Linked DNA regions of Sus scrofa: region 1 is linked to region 2. The links are chromatin contacts, called in public promoter capture Hi-C maps. All regions are on one chromosome and are shown on one strand. The core of a region is the stretch at or near the end of the contact, and the rest is flanking DNA. Distances in the headings are between cores, read along the strand shown. Region 1 holds the start of MYADM (myeloid-associated differentiation marker). Region 2 overlaps LOC110261038 (a long non-coding RNA gene).

Region 1 (3,460 bases), core at 245-2,744, 180 kb before region 2:
GCTTTCACATATGAGCAGATTGAGGCTTCAATTACATAATTCACTGTACCTACAAACCATTAAAACGTTTTTCTCATCGCCCAGCAGTCAATTAGGGCAAGAGAATTTTTCAGTCAGACCTTCCATGGATGGCGAGAGTCAAATTTTGAATGATTTTTCTAGGGGACCTTGAAGGGGGCCTCTTGGTGGATTTTTCAGAGGGACTTCTGACTTCTGTCTCACTGACCAGACTGCAGTGCCGGTGCCTGCATTGCAGCGGTATCACCAGCAGATGGCGCGCCAACACAGCAGGAGAAACAGCCTTCGCCTTGCAGCAGGCGGATGTGACCATCATTGGCAGTGGCCAAAGAATCTTTTTTTTTCAGTTGAAGCCTGTTTGATTTACAAGATTGTGTTAGTGTCAGGTGTTCAGCAAAGGAATTCGGCTATACATATAGACTTTTTTTATTCCTTTCCATTTTAATTTATTACAAGATAAGGTTTAGTTCCCTTACTCCGCAGTAAATCCTTGTTTATTTTACATATGGCCATGTGTGTCTGTTAATCCCATTCCCATTCCCATTCCCATAATTTGTCCCGCCAACTTCCTTTTTTGTCACCATAAATACGTTCGCTATAAGTCTGTTTCTGTTTCTCTATAGATTCATTTGTACCATTTTTAGATTCCACAGTAAGTGATATTATATAGTATTTAGCCTTTTAAATCTGATTTTCTTCACTTTCTATGATATGATCTAGGTCCATCCATGGTGCTGCCAGTGGGGAAATTTTATTCTTTTTCTGGCTGGTAATATTCCATCTATGTATGTATCTTGTCTTCCTTATCCATTTATCTGTTGATGGACATTTAAGTGACTTCCATGTATTTATGGCCACTCCGGCTTGAACCCCTAGAGTAATATGCCTTCAATGACAAGATGCTTCCTAGTTTGGGAGATGCCAAACTGCACAAAAAAGCTGCATTTAGATATCTCTTCCATCCAGGTACTTGTAGGAACACGTCAAAGTTTGTATTTAAAACTATTGGGAGCAGAGCTGGCTGTTGCAATAAACCTCTCTCGCCCACGTGTGAATCCACTCAAAGTTTAATGAGCAGGTAACTGAGGAGTCAGCTTTTACTTATGAGCAGACTGAGGCTTCAATTACATAATTCACAGGGCCTGCAAATCAGAAATAATTATATCTTAATTGCCGCGCAATCAGGGCAAGGGACATTTTTTTTTAATAAACTTGAAGCTTCCATGGATGGTCATAAGCAAACTTGGAACTATATTCCCAGGGTACGGTGAGAGGGCCCCTTGTTAAATTTTGTAAAGGGACCTCTGACCTTTGCCTCAGAGTCCAGCCTGGACGGGCCCGAGACTGCAGAGCGTGTGTATCCCCAGCAGAGGGCGCGCCAACACAGCAGCAAAAAAAACAAAGCCAGCCTTGCAGCAGCGGGAAGTGAAACTCATCAAAGCGTCGCCAGGGCAACCTTTTACATGATTCACGCCTGAGCACAGCTGAGCACGTGAGAGCAACTAGGAATAATCTCAAGGAGCAGAGGTATTAGCTTCCATTTAACAGTCGCCAAATTGGGATATCTTAGTAACACTCTAAGAAACTCCAAGTTAAACGATGCTATTGTTCTCGAAGGAGGGGAACGAAAAACCTCTTAATTTTTAAAAGCCAGTGATTCTGAGCAGAGGGGAAAGACAGTTCCCAAAGTTGCGTGGCAGTTTTGGCGATGAAGGTGGTCACGTGTTTCAGATCCGGAACAAGGATCCAAGCCCTACTCAGCAAGCCACGCGGGTAGGTGGATTCTGGTAAAGGATTCCACTCTAAGAGAACAGATGCTTTCGGGGGTACCGGATCGTATATGCATCTAACGGCAGGGCAAGCAATTCACTGCTTTAGTTTGGAAGGAAGGGGGAGAAAGAAAACAGCTGAGAAAATATCCCTCCCTCTGTCTCCTAGTTCATGGCCGCATTAAAAAGTACCCGGCGACTAACAACCCTGGAGTGAGTCGGGCGGGGGGGAGGGGGAGCAGAGAAAGGCACCGGTTTACGCTCCCGGCTCGGTTTTCCTCAAACAAGCCCATTTGTCGGGAGGAAGAAAGTCGCAGCTATGGATCCTGCGAGAACCCTTTAGGGAAACGAAGAGAAACGTGGGGGAGACTGTGTCACCCTGACCCCAGGATCTCTTCTGTCCCAGCCCAGCGGGACAGCACGCGCACCTGAACGAGTGCCCAAAAGCAGGAGCTACGCAAAGATCGCTGAGCAAACGAAAGTGCTGAGTCACGGAAAGCGGAGTCTCTTCCTCGGAACACTTTCCGTGGCAGGTGAGTCGGAGATCAGAGTGTCTCGCGGTGGGGGGAGGGGGGGCGCGATGGTCAAGGCCAGCCGCTCCTCTGTGGAGGATGTGTTATCTGTGTGCGGTTGCAGCGAAGATCGTGGGGGTTCTTGGCTTGGCCCTGATGTAAATTCCGATTCTCGGGTTATTTTTATCACAGCTTCTAACATTTGCTCATTGAGATCTTGAATTTTAGGCTATCAATATTTTATTTCTTTAAAAAAACTTTTTTTTTTTTTTTTTTTTTTTCCCTTTTTGGCCACGCCGGGGTATATGGAAGTTCCTGAGCCAGGGGCCAGATCAGAGCTGCCGTTCCGACCAAGGCTGCCTTGGTGGCGGCAACGTCAGAGCCTTAACCCACTGTGCTGGGCTGGGAATCGAACCCGTGTCCCTAGGCTCCAGGGAAGCCGCTGATCCTGTTGCACCACAGCAGGGACTCTTCTATCAATATTTTAAAAATATTCCTATTACATTATGTGTTAACCTCCATATACATTAAATTTCATCGTGTCCCTTTAGTATATCCGGGGACAATCGTGTGATTATTCTTAGCTCTGTTAGGATGATAAAGTTCATTTAATAATCTCCAAATGTGGGCCATCTTTGCATTCCTAGAATAAGCCCCACTTCGTCAAGATTTTTTTTTTATTATTTAAAAAAAAAGGAGTTCCCGTCTGGCTCAGTGGTTAATGAATCCAACTAGGAACCATGAGGTTGTGGGTTCAATCCCTGGCCTTGCTCAGCAGGTTAAGGATCCAGCGTTGCCGTGAGCTGTGGTGTAGGTGGCAGACTCACCTCAGATCCGGCGTTGCTGTGGCTCTGGCACAGGCCGGTGGCTATAGCTCCAATTAGACCCCTAGCCTGGGAACCTCCATATGCCGCGGGAGCAGCCCTCAAAAGGCAAAAAGACCAAAAAAACAAAAAAAACCCCACTAGCTGTGACCTGTGGTGTAGGTCGAAGATGTGCCTTGGATCCTGTGTTGCTGTGGCTGTGGCTAGGCTGGCACCTACAGCTCCGATTGGCCCCCTAGCCTGAGAACCTCCATATGCCACGGGTGTGGCCCTAAAAATCAAAAAAATAATAAACAAAAAACGCTTATGTTAAGTATCATCCACTTGTTAAACCACC
Region 2 (3,876 bases), core at 127-2,626:
GTAGCTCCTGTAACCCCAAACTTATATCCGACCCTGTCTGAAAACAAAGGACTGTCCTTACCCTGCAGTTCTGGGGCTCTCCCCTGCCATGTCCCATGTGGAAGACACAAGTTAAGAAGGCAATGTGACCAGAGTTCCCGTTGTGGCAAAGTGGAAATGAATCTGACTAGGAACCGTGAGGTTGTGGGTTCGATCCCTGGCCTTGCTCAGCGGGTTAAGGATCCGGTGTTTCCATGAGCTGTGGTGTAGGTCACAGACATATCCTGGATATGGGGTGGCTGGGGCTGTGGCATGCGCCGGCAGCTACAGCTCCAGTTCAACCCCTAGCCTGGGAACCTCCATATGCTACGGGTGCAACCCTAAAAAGCAAGCAAGCAAGCAAGCAAGCAAGAAAGAAAGAAAGAAAGAGAAAGAAAGAAAGAAAGAGAAAAAGAAAGAAAGAGAAAAAGAAAGAAAACAATTTGATGGACTACACTTGCTACCGCATTCGTGATTTTAGAAGATAAAGTCAGGAAATCATTAAAATTGGTGACTTAACTATAGTACTTTAAGGAGGATAAATGCCGAGAAATTGTCCATAAATGAGATCTTAAATTAGGGTCATTGATTTTAATACTATTCATCAGGACTCTTGGATCAGAATGAAATGCCTTCTCAGACTAGTTTAGAGGCAAAGGACTTTGCTGGGTTGTTTGGGGCTTTGGGGTTTTTTTTGCTTTGGCTCAGAAGGTCCCCAGCAGGGCTGAATAAGAGAACTGCAAGAAGGGAAGGGATGCTGTGTTTTGGAAGCAATTAGGAGCCAAAAACACAAGCTGGAGGCACACTCCGTCTCCTTTTCCTGATGCTCTGAGTCATCTTCGTGTTTTTCACTGAAGACAGGCTTCCTCCACATGGTGAGGCAGATGGGCCCCAAGCTCCGAGGAGAGTAGCTTCTGAGGCAAGAGGAGCAGAGGGGCACGGATGAGCCCCGCTGTGACTTCAGTGCTTTGTCCACCAGGGGCGGGGCAGCTCAGGAAGGGAAGCAAAGTGAGTTCCCCTGCAGAGGCCCCAGTCCAAGGGGCTTCTGCTTGCAGCTGGGATGCAAGCAGGGCCGGCTTTGTGGGCGTGCAGCCTGGGCACAGTGGACCTCACAGTTCTTGGGGTCTGTGCTCTGCAGTCACCATCGCGAAGTTCCTAATGGGGACTCTGTGTTTTGTTGGTAAATTCTGACGGGAGAGCGGAGCGGATGCTGAGGACTTGGAGGTGAGGCTCCTGCACCTCCTGGCCTCCTGCTGCCTCCCTAGGTCCCTGTATTAATCTGTTCAGGCTGCTTTAACCAAATCCCACAGACTGGGCAGCCAACACAGCAGAAAGCTGTGCTGTCCCAGTTCTGGAGGACAGACGTCCAAAGTCCACATTTGTTGTGGGGGGAGGGTGTTGGTTCCTTGCGTTTCACGCCTCTCTCCTGACTTCTGGTCATTCTCTGGGAAGCTTTGGCAGTTCTCAGCTTATAACCACAGCACCCCAACTTCTGCCTTCATCTTTTTTTTTTTTTTTTGGTCTTTTTGCCATTTCTAGGGCCACTCCCGCAGCACATGGAGGTTCCCAGCCTAGGGGTCTAATCAGAGCTATAGTCACCGGCCTACACCAGAGCCTCAGCAACAGGGGATCCGAGCCGCGTCTGTGACCTACACCACAGCTCAAGGCAACGCTGGATCCTCAACCCACTGAGCAATGCCAGGGATTGAACCCGCAACCTCATGGTTCCCAGTCGGATTCGTTAACCACTGCTCCACAACGGGAACTCCTGCCTTCATCTTCAGACGATGCAGCGCCCTCCCTGTGCGTGTCTCTGTGTCCACATTCCCCCGTTTCCCAAGGACCCAGCCACATGGGACGCAAGCTTGTCTTGCTCCACAATGACCTCATCCTTTTAATGAATGTGCAGTGACCCCTCTGCATCTAAGTCCACGTTCTGGGATACTAGGGGGTTTGGGACTTAAAGGTATGGATTTGGGCGGGGGGCGGTGAGGGGACAAAACGCAGCCCACGAGAATGTGTGTTGTGTGTGATTGCATGTGTGTAGAGGCTCTGGGTAGTTCTTTTGGTGGATGTCTTACAGGATCACGTGTGTGTGCGTGTGTGTGTGTGTGTGTGTGTGTGTGTGTGTGTGATGGACAAAATGTTGGTGTCCTCCTGAAATTCATGATGTTGAAGCTCTAACCTCCAGCGCGGTCGTATGTGGAGGCGGGACCTCCAAGGAAGTCGGTAGCGCTAAGTGAGGTCGTAAGGGTGGGGCTTTGATCCACAGGATGAGTGTCCTGTGGACGAAAGGTCACGTGAGGACACAGGGATCAGGGGGCCATCTGCAAGCCAGGGGGACGGCTCTCAACCAGAGACTCTACTGGCCACCTCCTTGCTCTTGGGCTTCTAGCCTCCAGAGCTGAGAAAACACCCATCTGTGGTTTAAAGCATCCAGTCCTTGGAGTTCCCGTCGTGGCACAGTGGTTAACGAATCCGACTAGGAACCATGAGGTTGTGGGTTCAATCCCTGGCCTCACTCAGCGGGTTAAAGATCATGGTGTTACCGTGAGCCGTGGTGTAGGTCGAAGACACAGCTTGGATCCTGAGTTGCTGTGGCTGTGGTGTAGACCAGCGGCTACAGCTCCCATTAGACCCCTAACCTGGTGAACCGCCATATGCACCAGAAGCGGCCCTAGAAAAGACAAAAAATAAATAAATAAATAAATAAAGCATCCAGTCCTTGGTATTGTATTGCAGCAGGTGAAGGAGACTAATACACTGTGTGTGTGTGTGTGTGTGTGTGTGTGTGTGTCTGTGTGTGTCTGTGTGTCTGTATGTGTGACTTCAGAGAGCCGAGCCCCGACTCCAATTTATCATGTTCGCCGTCCATGTAAATCCAGAGCCTGGCTCCTCTTTCCCTTCCTCCAAGCATCCTGACCACTCTCTGTCCTTTCCTTTCCGTCCTCCCCTTGAGTCCTCCGGCCCAACACACACGCGTGTGCACGCACACACAAACACAGTTATATTTGTAGATGCAAATGCACACACAGACTGAGGGCAGAGAGACAGACACGCCTGAGGGAGAAAGAGAGGACGTGGGAGAATCAGGGATGGGCTAGGGCCCCAAGGGTCAGGAAGCCTCTCGGCTTTTGGCCCCCCATCCCCTGGCTCCACTCACTGTCTTTCAATGTATTTAATATTGATGCGACTCAGTCAGCAAAGGCAAAGCCACAAGCTGCAGAGCTTGCTAGGAAACAGGCCCCCTCCAACATGCAGAACTCTTTCCAAAGAGATGCTGGCTGGGCCCCTCCCTTGGGCAAACCCATGCCAGCTGGAGGACGTATGACCTCAGAGGCGCAGCAGGTCAAAGATGGAGAGGACCCCATTAACCATCCCATCTTGCTTTTCCAGATCCAAAAGCTGTGAAAGTGGTTTAAAAAAAAAGTCCCAGAGTTCCCTTTGTGGCTCAGTGGAAACAAATCTGACTAGCATCCATGAGGACACAGGTTCGATGCCTGGCCTCGCTCAGTGGGTTAAGGATCCGGCGTTGCCATGAGCCACAGTATAGGTCACAGACGTGGCTCGGATCCCGAGTTGCTGTGGCTGGGGTGTAGGCTGGCAGCTACAGCTCCGACCCTAGCCTGGACCCTCCATATGCCACAGATGTGGCTCTAAAAACATAACAACAACAAAGTCCCCTCTTGCACTCTAGAACATGATGTATTTCCTGGCTTAGTTCAATTCTTATTCGGGTGATTCATTCAGATTTTTAAAAATATGGGTCTAGGACAGGGGTTGGCAAACTACGCCCCCATGGCTTCTGTTTGTAAATAAAGTTTTATTAGAACACAGCTGCACCTGTTTGTGGATTAG

The links. Promoter capture Hi-C pulls out the DNA fragments that hold promoters and counts their contacts.
Region 1: a promoter capture Hi-C map of fetal liver shows a contact between it and region 2, with 1.8 times the contacts expected there. The contact joins the promoter of MYADM here to the enhancer-like site in region 2. A contact is called at or near these places in 4 of 5 promoter capture datasets (fetal liver, fetal skeletal muscle, liver and 1 more), 29 of 47 Hi-C or Micro-C datasets (adipose tissue, alveolar macrophages, blood and 14 more) and 2 of 2 datasets of contacts at active chromatin or transcription factors (alveolar macrophages and skeletal muscle).

The regions. Positions count from the first base shown.
Region 1 is chr6:56,276,611-56,280,070 of Sscrofa11.1, reverse strand. It overlaps MYADM (myeloid-associated differentiation marker), which reads left to right and starts at 1,494. Exons shown (of 6, transcript XM_021094908.1): 1 at 1,494-1,791; 2 at 2,194-2,320.
Region 2 is chr6:56,099,916-56,103,791 of Sscrofa11.1, reverse strand. The region is part of intron 2 of LOC110261038 (a long non-coding RNA gene); the gene reads left to right. Among named protein-coding and RNA genes, the nearest start is that of CACNG6, 49 kb to the left of the region's middle. Within about 2 kb of position 1,376, at least 1 of the 83 cell types and tissues checked has an H3K27ac peak or open chromatin away from gene starts, as enhancers often do. A contact at or near this core is called in fetal liver, where this site is marked.